Linked DNA regions of Mus musculus: all the other regions are linked to region 1. A link is a contact called in public HiChIP or PLAC-seq and promoter capture Hi-C data. All regions are on one chromosome and are shown on one strand. The core of a region is the stretch at or near the end of the contact, and the rest is flanking DNA. Distances in the headings are between cores, read along the strand shown.

Region 1 (3,378 bases), core at 591-3,090:
TGTTTTGTTTTCAGGTTTATTACAACAGCTCCAATTGGTGTTTGAAATTCATCGCAACTGTAGGCTGAGTGACCTGAAGGTTAGAGAGACTGCCAAGTCCAGAAGCTTCGGCATCTCCTTGGTGTCAGGATCCACCTCAGTGATCTCTTGATCTAGGGCTGAGACCTCAGGAACATAATTCTCCTCTCTCTCTCTCTCTCTCCCTCTCCCTCTCCCTCTCCCTCTCCCTCTCCCTCTCCCTCTCCCTCTCCCTCTCCCTCTCCCTCTCCCTCTCCCTCTCTCTCTCTCTCTCTCTCTCTCTCTCTCTCTCTCGCTCTGCAGCTTGATAGAGATGCCTCTCATAGGACCTCTCTGAATCTACTTCATCAGATGGGTCACATAGCCAGCTATCTTGTTCCGAAGTTTCTAGCTGGGGATAATGGAGGTCTCCTCCCACAGGCGCTTGTTACTGTGGAAGCCATTACCCAGGTGTGTGTAGTACTTCTCGATGATGACCTGGGCCGCCTTCTTCACAGTCTTGGTGTGAACTCGGCCCATGTTGGCGGGTCTCAGTAAAAAAAGGAAACTCGGGGATCCTCTCTCGCACTAAGCCTGGTGATATTAGGAATCCAGTACCAGCCGCTTTTGCAGGGTGAGCTTTCTTACTCCTTTTGTTAGAATTTTCTTCTATCTTAAGCACCAAGGATAGCATAACTGGGCTGATGGTTTACAAAACAAAAGCAAATATTTATTTTAAATGGAAGAGTTAACATATACAAGAAAAACAAAAACAAACAAACAAAGGAGAGATTGCTCAGTGGTTATGAGTATTAATGCTCTTGGAGAGGACCCTGATTCAATTCCAAAGTCCACATGGTGATTCACAACTTTCTGTATCTTCAGTTTCAGAGGATCCCACACGCTCTTCTGGTCTTATTGGGCACTAGGCACACACATGGAATTCATACCTAACATGCAGGCAAATCACTCATACACATAGACCTTTTAAAATAGTATATGGAAATAGCATCTTTCCATCATTCAACTACTTGTATGGCCAATCTTGTTCCTCCTATACCCTAGTCTTCTGCCCTGCTTCCACCAAATACTCCTGAGCAGATGCTAGATGTCTTAGCTTTACGTGAATATTTCTGAAAGATATTCTTATAAAGGCACAACCTTTGTCTGGTTATCTTTTGCTATCGACTATATAAAAGATACATGAAAAGTGTTTACATACATCGTTTGGGGAGGCAAATAATTTCCTTTGAAGAAAGTGCTACATTGTCCATGTTTGAAAACGATCTTAGGACGTGCGGTGTTCATACTGTAGTTAAAACTACACTAAATCATCTCTGGAGCTTGACTTCCAACTTGCAGATCTTTGACTTAGCTTAATGAACTTGGGACCTCTAAAGTTTTTTAAACTTTTGGAAAGAAAGGCATGGCGAGGGATTTCTTTTCCCCATCAGGCCGAAGCATGTTAAAACTTGTGTCCTTTCCTCCTGGGTGTACAAACTGGTAAGATTACCACCATGGGCTTTGTGAACAGGCCTGGAAGAGTCGCGTTTCGGGTCACGCCTGCTCTCGGCAGGCGGTCCAGGCCGGCTGGCTCCCTTGTGACCGACTGCACTGCCTGAGTCTTGCAGGCGACACTGGGCGTTCCCTCCCTTTCCGGCCTTGGACAGTTTTGTTTTGGATCTTACTTCCCAGTCAAGGAGAGGCTCCCTGTTGACCAAAGGTTTCCCAGTCTCCTTGGGGTGGCCGGCTGCCAAGTTTCCTTAGTCCCAGTCTGCCAGGACCTGGGACTGCTGGAGATCCTAGAAGGCCAGGACGCTGGACGCGAGGGGGCGTGGCCCTATTAGCTCCGCCCCCCGGGCCTGCGGGTAGCTCGACTCCCGCCAGCCCCGGAGGCTCGCGCAGACTAAGCTCTGTACCATTCCTTGCGAACGCTCGGACCCGGACAGGCTGCGCGCACGCGCACTCGGGAGCGACAGTCAGGCTCTCGCCCCGTGGTGGCGGCGGCCGCGCCTGCCGCTAGGTGGCGCATGCGCCCTAGAGGGCGCGGGCGGTCTCTGGGAAGAAGGCGGCGGCGGCGAGAGGCGGGGGCGCCGTAGGGGCCGGTCCGTGTTTACACAGCGGCGGGCGGGTGCGGACGCGGAACCCGGCGCGGCGGCGGCGGCGGCGGCGGCGGCGGCAAGATGGTCATGGCGCATTTCGTGGAGAATTTCTGGGTGAGCGGAGGGTGTTGGGGACGCCGCGGGCTTCGGTTTCTCCCCGCGGCCTGCGTGCGCGGCGGGCGGCGGCTCCTCGGGCGGCCGAGCGAGAGTCCACGGCCCCGGGGTTGCCCGGCCGAGCTCCCGCGGGCCACGGCTCTCCGGCCACCCGCCTCCTCCGGGTTGGCCACTGCGCGCGGCGCCCGGGCTGGCAGCGCGGCCCGGGAGTCTCGGCGGGGACTCCAGAGGGCCGGCGGCGCCGGGCGGGGACAAAGCGCCGACGGGGCGTGCGTGCGCGGCGTCCGGCGCGGGGAGCCGGGCACCCGGCTGGTCGGCTTCCCGCGGCGCAGGCCCGGGACCCCACGCAGAGTCCGTGCAGGGCCGAGCGGGCTCGGCACTTCCTCTTGGCCGCGCGGCTGGGCTGGTGGGGGCTGCGCCCAGGACTTTGCCTTCAGGCCTGCTCACAAAGCCCGTGGAAGTTGGGTTTCGTGGACCTTCCTCGGGCTCCCCACACCCCTCTAGTCTCCTCGCCGTGTGATTTCGTGCAGTTGCTGTTAGCCGATCGTGGCAAGTACGCTTCTGCCATGAACAGGAAAGTTACGTGTTTACTCAGGTATCTTGGCCGAACTTGGGTTTTCGTGGCCCGACAGTTGCAAATACGGCACCACTTTCATTTAGGTAAGGTGTTGAAAGGAGTCAGCTTTCAGTCATGCCAGCTACTGCTAGCTGAGATTCTTAATTCAGTCTCAAGCACGGGCTTGAATACAATCAGTTCATGGTTATTTGTTTTGAATGTTAATTCGCTTTTCGCAATCATCTGTACTCGGTGGTGTTTTTAAAGAGCGGTTTTATGCATGCACTTAAAGTGTATACTGTGAAGAGTTCCTCATTGTTTTTTTGCAAACATCACCACAGTCAATTTTAGAACAATTTCATAACCTCAGAAAAAATCCCTTACCGGTTAGGAGTCATTCCCAGTTTGCCCCTTGTCTCGGTCCCTAGGCAACCGATCTGCTTCTACAGTTCCGTCCTTTCTGGACCCGGCTCTCTGATGACTATTTCACTTACCATAGTATTTTCAAAGGTAATCCACGAGATAATACATATTACTATTTCATTCCTTTTTATGATCAAATAATATTCCATTCCCTTTTTTACTTATCTATTCATTGGTGATGGATAT
Region 2 (3,378 bases), core at 555-3,054, 700 kb before region 1:
CTGATGCAGAAGCCATGGAGGGATGTTACTTACTGGCGTGCCTCCCCTGGCTTGCTCAGCCTGCTCTCTTATAGAACCCAAGACTACCAGCCCAGAGATGGTCCCACCCACAAGGGGCCTTTCCCCCTTGATCACTAATTGAGAAAATGCCTTACAGTTGGATCTCATGGAGGCATTTCCTCAACTAAAGCTCCTTTCTCTGTGATAACTCCAGCTGTGTCAAGTTGACACAAAACTAGCCAGTACAGCCTATGACAAGTAAATCGTGGGAGTCAACACCTAAGACACTGGGCTATCGGGAAAGTCTCACAATAGGTTTTGTTTGTTCTGTTTCATTTTTAAACAGGGTCTTATGTATCCAGGCTGACCTTGAACTCATCAGCTAAGGATGACCTTGAACTTCTGATCCTCCTTGTCTGCATCGCCTGAGTGCTGGGACTACACTGCCCAGTGCTTCCGGTGCCAACATGGGCGTGAAGTCCACCAGCTAAGCTACAGCCCCTCCAGTTGGTATTTTAAAACTGGTGTATACTCCAGTGTTAAAGGTATATTGACTAGTATATACCAAACTGCTATTTAGTATGTTATATTTAGTATAAATTAAAACTAGTATACACTCCAATATTAGTTATTTTAGATGAAAATAGGCTTTTCCCCCCTATTCCATCTAATTCCATCTATTTTCTCTTCTAAAATGATCCCCAGTCTTCATGATGATGAGGCGCTTGCCCCCCTCTTCTGCCCTAATACAGAAATGTACTCATTAGATTTGTGAGAAATGAATGTTTACGATGGCCTTTAGAAACATTATTAGGAGTTCTTCTAAATATAGACAAAAGCAATAAAAACTCCCAAAGCTACATGTATCTTAAAAGACATCATTGTCACACAAAATAATTTTGCCTGTGTATCCCCCAAGGAACTGAAAAGCACATTATAGTCGCTGTAATCCTGCAGAGACAGTGTCTTCTCTATTCTTTGTTATGCCTGATGCTATCTGTTCAGCATATTAAGAAAAGAAATCTGTATCTAGCATAATATGTCTGCCTCTTCTCATTCATTTCCCATGAGCACCAAAAGCCAGTTCTTTTTTGAGCGTTAGTTAGTCCTTCCAGACTAGACTCCAAAGTCTGAACAAATTAGGCTTAGGTCTTGCAAAGTCTCTTTTAAGCGAAGGTGATAAATATTCCTGTTGTTTAAAAAAAATGGACAAATACGCCTTTCTATATCTACAAGGTCAAAAACTCAGGTTTGTGTTCTTGGGCGGGGTACCCTCAACCCAGCGCCCACTGTGACTGCAGCAATTACTCAAATTCTGACTTCACGTGGATGAGGCACAGGCACAGGCCTGAAGATGCGGAATCTGACTCAGGACATAATCCCGCTCTGAAACAGGAAGTAATCCCCACTCCCCAGGTTGATGGTTTAGGGCAAAGAAAGTGTGTGTATGTAAGGGTGATGGTGCAGAAGGCCCTCGGGTTGCAGCAGAGTTCTTTGGGTCCCCTAGAGCCTGGCTCCTGGCCCTGCCCAGACCATTGTCCACACACCTCGTCCTTCCAGCTTCCGGGCCGCCGGCGAAATGATTTGCTGCAGATGACATCAGCCCTGGGCTAAGGGCTGGAGGAGTGGAGGCAACCACCACGAGGACGTGCCGGGTGGTCCTTTCCTCCTCCTCTTCCTCCCAGGCTCCTAGCCTAGTCTCCATATAAACGGCACCGCCTCCTCGGCCTCTCACTCCCCGCTCCTCTCTTCCGCGCAGGGAGAGGGCGGAGGGGGAGGCGACGCGTGCGCCGGGAGGAGGGGGGACGCAGGGGGCGGAGCGGAGACAGCACCTTCGGAGATAATCCTTTCTCCTGCCGCAGAGCAGAGGAGCGGCGGGAGAGGAACACTTCTCTCAGGCTTGAGCAGAGCCGGCAGGATGGCGACCGTGGTGGTGGAAGCCACCGAACCGGAGCCATCGGGCAGCATCGGCAACCCGGCGGCGTCCACCTCGCCCAGCCTGTCGCACCGCTTCCTAGACAGCAAGTTCTACTTGCTGGTGGTGGTCGGCGAGACCGTAACCGAAGAGCACCTGAGGCGTGCCATCGGCAACATCGAGCTGGGTAAGCGGTCCCGAGGCCCCCCAGGGGCGTGAGTGGGGAGACGCGCCAGCACGACCCCACCCAGGGCGCGACGGCCACCTTGTTCTCCCGCACGCCCCGCACCCACGCCTCTCCGGGCCACCTCCCACACTCCATCTGGACTCTTTTTCTGGGCTAATTTCTAAATTATTTTATTTGAGACCCAGAGAGGGGATCTTTATAATAGCCCTGAGGGATAGGTCACCTGGCTGGGTCCGTGGCCACCGCCGACTTGGCTACCTCCTCTCGTGCTCTTTGAAATGCAGGTGTCAGAGGAGCGGAGGCCATAATAAAACCGCAACCGCAGGCGGAGAAAGGGTGGGGTGAGCCTAGCAAAACCTCTTCTTTCAGCTCAGCTCTCGCCCTAGCCAAAGGCTGGGACCCACCTCCCCTTACCCGAAAACCTGGGGTCAAAACACCATGTGCCAAGGCCCGCATGGAAATCGTCTTTATCACAGTCACCTCGTGCTCCCCGCCCCCGCCAGTCACACACACACACACACACACACACACACACACACACACACCCCTCTGAGAATAGAGAATGCCTTTTCTGACTTAAAACTTCCCGATTCTTTCTTTCCTGGGAATGACTAGGCTAGTCCTTGGGCCACGCCCGTCCCCCCCCCTCCCCCCCAGCCCCCGAGGATACAGGCATGGAACCCGTCTGCGCTCTGTTTCTAGACGAAGCCCAGCCTCGCTCTTGCCCCTGAGGTCCTGGCTGCAGCTTTCAGAAAGGACAATGGGACCCCAGGTTGCGTGGGTGGGCTTCTTTGAAAAGTCTTAGCTTCAGGAGCCATAGCTTGAATGGGAGGAGGAGGTGGCAGGGGAGGGTCAGCTCCTGCGCTGCTGCGCGCACCAGGAACGGGCTCTGCGGTAGCGGAATAGCGGTTCCCGGGGAACCCTGGGCGGGGCTGGGAGGGTCCGGGAGGGCACAGCCTTGGGCGGGCAACCATCGGCCCGCCCTTCAGCCCCACCCGGTCTGCCGCAGTGCCCGCGCTGGACAGCCGCACCTGCCCCCGCACTGCGGCGCCCCCGGCTGGCACGATGCTGGCTCTGCCCGAGCCTCGCGCTGTCAGGGGGCCTTGCGCCCACCTTTGGCTGTGAGCGGTTTTGTTGCGCTCCCGACTCCCCGGTGGCAGCTCTAGCCTCTGCTTTATTCCGCCCCCCTCGCATCCCTCCCTTCACTTCATCCCTGGCAGAAGTCCCCGGGTCCGTGTGCAGCTCCAGCCTGAGCGCTCTATTCTCTTGGGGTGGT
Region 3 (3,378 bases), core at 378-2,877, 600 kb before region 1:
TCCGGCTTCACGGTCATTCAGTTCTTATTTGAGCCACGAGGTCTCCACTTAGGCCTGCTCCTAACTGAGCAGTGAGAATGCCACTGGACAAGATGGTGGAGGATAGGAAGTTCGGAAGTCCCGTCTTTTCATTTAAGTGACTTCCCCTGGTTCCTTTCAACAGATGGAAATCATTGCAGGGATTTCTCACTAATGCTAAACAGCTTTCCAGAGTGCCTGAGCACTGTAGGCCTCCACCTGCTGTGCTCCCCCACAGGTCAGCCCTTCCCTCCTGCCTGCTTACAGCTCCGTCTGAGAGGGCAGCCTGGTAGGGTCAGTGTAGCAGCCCAGAGACTTACTAAAAGCATTAATCAATTTAAGTGCTTCTAGACACAGATCACCAGAGAGTGACATTTAGGACCCCAGCTGCAGCTGAGAGTCACATGTGCTCGCACCCCGAGGTGACTTAGCGTACAGCATAGGATCTGGCAGAACGGCAAAGGGGGCCAGACCGATGGGATCTAAGGAGCAGACTAATTATAAAAACAGACCCAAACAGATGACCTCAGACTAATGAAAAGCAGGCAACAGGAAGAAAATGTAAACTGAAAACCATTTCTTCCTAACATAATTTTCCAGGTAGTCTGAGGCCAAAGAGAAAGCCAGGAAATCTCAACTGTGAGGAGGTTGGCTTTGTCCAAATCCCAGCTCACTGCTGGGTCACATAAGCCGAGACTCTCCCGCCCAGGCCTCCTGTGAGGATAAAGGAAATGGGGGAGGGGGCTTACAGCTGCTAACATAGCTAAGGTCACAGATGGCAGGCTACAAACATGTGTTTCTGTTCTTTCTTGGATGCTCAGACAGTGTCCCATGGCAGTAAAAGGGCTAGAAGCTAGTGAAGACAAAGGTCTCCATCCTCTGAGACGCAACGGACAAAAAACGGCCAAAAGTCAAAAAGCAATCAAAACTGAGTACAACATTTACAAAACCCAGGCAAACCTGACGCCTGACAGTGGCTCAGCAACCTCAGGCAGCATTCAGCAGTGTGGTCATTCTTTTTTTTAATGTTTTGTTGTTGATGTTGTTTTTTCAAGACAGGGTTTCTCTGTGTAGCCCTGGCTGTCCTGGAACTCACTCTGTAGACCAGGCTGGCCTCAAACTCAGAAATCCTCCTGCCTCTGCCTCCCGAGTGCTGGGATTAAAGTCGTGCACCACCACGCCCAGCAAGTGTGGTGATTCTTGTTTTCTTTAAGTTTTATACACTGACAAGCAAAGTTAAGAGAAAGAACTGTGTCTAAGTTCTCTACTCTGCTTTGTCCTTGGGGTATGACAAGGAACATCAATCTTTTTATTCTTAGTTTCAAATTACAGGAGAGAAGCTAAGAATGACTTCCCTTCAGAAGTATTGGGGAGAAAAAACCCTAAAATACCATGGGATCCTGTGCTACGGCAAGGCCTGCCATTGCTGGGTCAGAAGAGACAGACTCACGGGCAGGAGCCCAGCTCTCCTTCCTGCTGTGAAAAGGCACAGTGCAGCAGCAGGCGTGGGAGGAGAATTCTCCCGCTCCTATGATGACATCATAACCTGAAAGTACTTCCTTCTTTTTGTATTAAAGAGACAAGAAACAAAGCAGAGAGCAGGCTCAGGGATTTTCTTCCCTGACACAAACAGCAGAGCATTTGGGACAGAGAGCTCACTGACAGTTTGAGTGCTCAGCACTGTTCTGGAAACCTGTCCACAGGCAGTGTCTCTAATGGCCCTGCTGAACAGCACAAAGCTGCCAGCTAAGCGCCACAAAGGATTCGTGAGTCTTATCTCTGCTGAAGCTGTGACTGACCCAGCACATTTGGTGTAGTGTAGAGAAATGGCTGGTCACTTGCCACCCTGAGTGGGAATCAGGCTGCTGTTGAGAAGCCGCTGGGGTGCCGTGCTGCCCCAGGGAACGGAACCGTGACATCAGCTCAAGCATGAAGTCGTAACAATGCCACTGCTTTCCCAAAAGGCCACGGTCTGTGGGAAGGAACACAACTGCAATTCTTGATGCGAGTTTTTCATGCCTTTGTGTGTGACTGATGCAGGAAAAGGCTCAGTTTCTACTACGAATCACCTGAAAGCGCTCGAGGTATCGGGGAAGCTTGGACTGTTCTGGTTCCTCAGTGTCTAGCTGCTCCACCAGGTTTGCTGAGCCCAAGCCATCTTCACCTTCCTGAGGCTGTGCCTCTGAAGTCTGGACATCTGGAGACGTCACCACCTTCAGGACTCCATCCAGCACATCGAGCTGTAGGGCACAGGAGAGTCAGGAGGACATCTGTTATAGACTTGACTGTGTGCAGGCCAACTTCAAAGTGTGTGTTCCTTGGTTATAATGACTGAGAAAGAGCATTAATGATATCAGCATAATGTGCCATGGGAGACACTGGGTTGAGGACCTCAGGACAGAAATGAAAGCTGAGTGGTGAGCCTTGGCATTTCAGAGTCAAGGCCACACAGAAGAGCATCTCCAAGGGTGTAGGCTAGGCAGCTAGCCAGCTCCCAGGGCTTCATGTCTCTCTGCTCCCTCCCTGCCATTACCGGACGATAACTGCACTCCTGGGCCTGGCTTTTTAAGTGGTTCTGGGGATCTGAACTCAGGTACGTAAGCTTGTGAGACAGATACTTTACCAATAGCCAAGGATAATGGAGAAAAGTGCTATGTAGTCTCTCCATACTACAGGAGGGGTAAATCCACCAAAACTACTTAAGTTTCTATTCCACCGCCGTAAATCCCTTTTGGATGGGGGAGGTGGTGAAGAGGGTGGTATTTATTGATCTGAGCTTGAATGTAAGGGAGCAGACAGCTTTCCTTTCACTTAATGATGTATGAATCAACAATAATCTGATTTTCCATTGCCTTTTTGACAGCCACACTGAAAATGTTTGTGGTTTCTTTTCATCCTTTTAAACGGAATAAATACCAATTCTGCACACATACAGAAAGCAGCGGAAGGAGAAAGACCATGGGAACAGATGCCTGTGAAGCCTCCATTTGACTGAGTGGGGTGGAAAAACATACCACTTCTCTACCCAGCTTGAGGTCTTCAGGGGAGGAGGCCACCCTCTCCATCACTTGGAGGGCTCTGTCGAGGTAGCCTGGTGTCCACATCAGAGGCATGCCGTGGTATACAGCCCGCACCCCACGCTGCAGTTCCACCTTCCCTGTGGCCAAAAGAGCAACAAAGACTGATCAGCCATGCCTCCTCACTGGGTCTGCAGCCAAAGGCTTGGAAGGCCCCAGCCAACAGCAGCCTAGGCAAGGACCCTCACCACGCACACCTTAAAAGGAAGCTTGGTGAACTTGTGTTATGTGTTTCCTCTGGCTGGAGATTTACCAGGGCCCATGAATCATTGGGCTGAGGAAC

What was found. Promoter capture Hi-C pulls out the DNA fragments that hold promoters and counts their contacts. HiChIP or PLAC-seq counts read pairs in DNA pulled down with a chosen protein or histone mark.
Region 2: an H3K27ac HiChIP or PLAC-seq map of embryonic stem cells shows a contact between it and region 1, with 3 times the contacts expected there. The contact joins the promoter of Map1b here to the promoter of Fcho2 in region 1. A contact is called at or near these places in 1 of 484 Hi-C or Micro-C datasets (embryonic stem cells) and 1 of 115 datasets of contacts at active chromatin or transcription factors (embryonic stem cells).
Region 3: a promoter capture Hi-C map of stem cell-derived epiblast-like cells shows a contact between it and region 1, with 2.8 times the contacts expected there. The contact joins the promoter of 6430562O15Rik here to the promoter of Fcho2 in region 1. A contact is called at or near these places in 4 of 39 promoter capture datasets (embryonic stem cells, hippocampal neurons, liver and 1 more).

Annotation. Positions count from the first base shown.
Region 1 is chr13:98,813,911-98,817,288 of GRCm38.p6, reverse strand. It overlaps Fcho2 (FCH domain only 2), which reads left to right and starts at 1,840. Exons shown (of 26, transcript NM_172591.3): 1 at 1,840-2,213. The coding sequence starts at 2,181. It overlaps Gm34995 (a long non-coding RNA gene), which reads right to left and starts at 1,308. Exons shown (of 3, transcript XR_382806.4): 1 at 1,220-1,308. It also overlaps the pseudogene Gm18134.
Region 2 is chr13:99,515,028-99,518,405 of GRCm38.p6, reverse strand. It overlaps Map1b (microtubule-associated protein 1B), which reads left to right and starts at 1,804. Exons shown (of 7, transcript NM_008634.2): 1 at 1,804-2,102. The coding sequence starts at 1,919. It overlaps Gm26559 (predicted gene, 26559), which reads right to left and starts at 1,772. Exons shown (of 2, transcript NR_167891.1): 1 at 1,548-1,772.
Region 3 is chr13:99,411,075-99,414,452 of GRCm38.p6, reverse strand. 6430562O15Rik (RIKEN cDNA 6430562O15 gene) reads left to right here and starts at 1,627. Exons shown (of 2, transcript NR_015515.3): 1 at 1,627-2,611; 2 at 2,882-3,378. Mrps27 (mitochondrial ribosomal protein S27) reads right to left here. Exons shown (of 11, transcript NM_173757.3): 9 at 3,033-3,175; 10 at 2,088-2,258.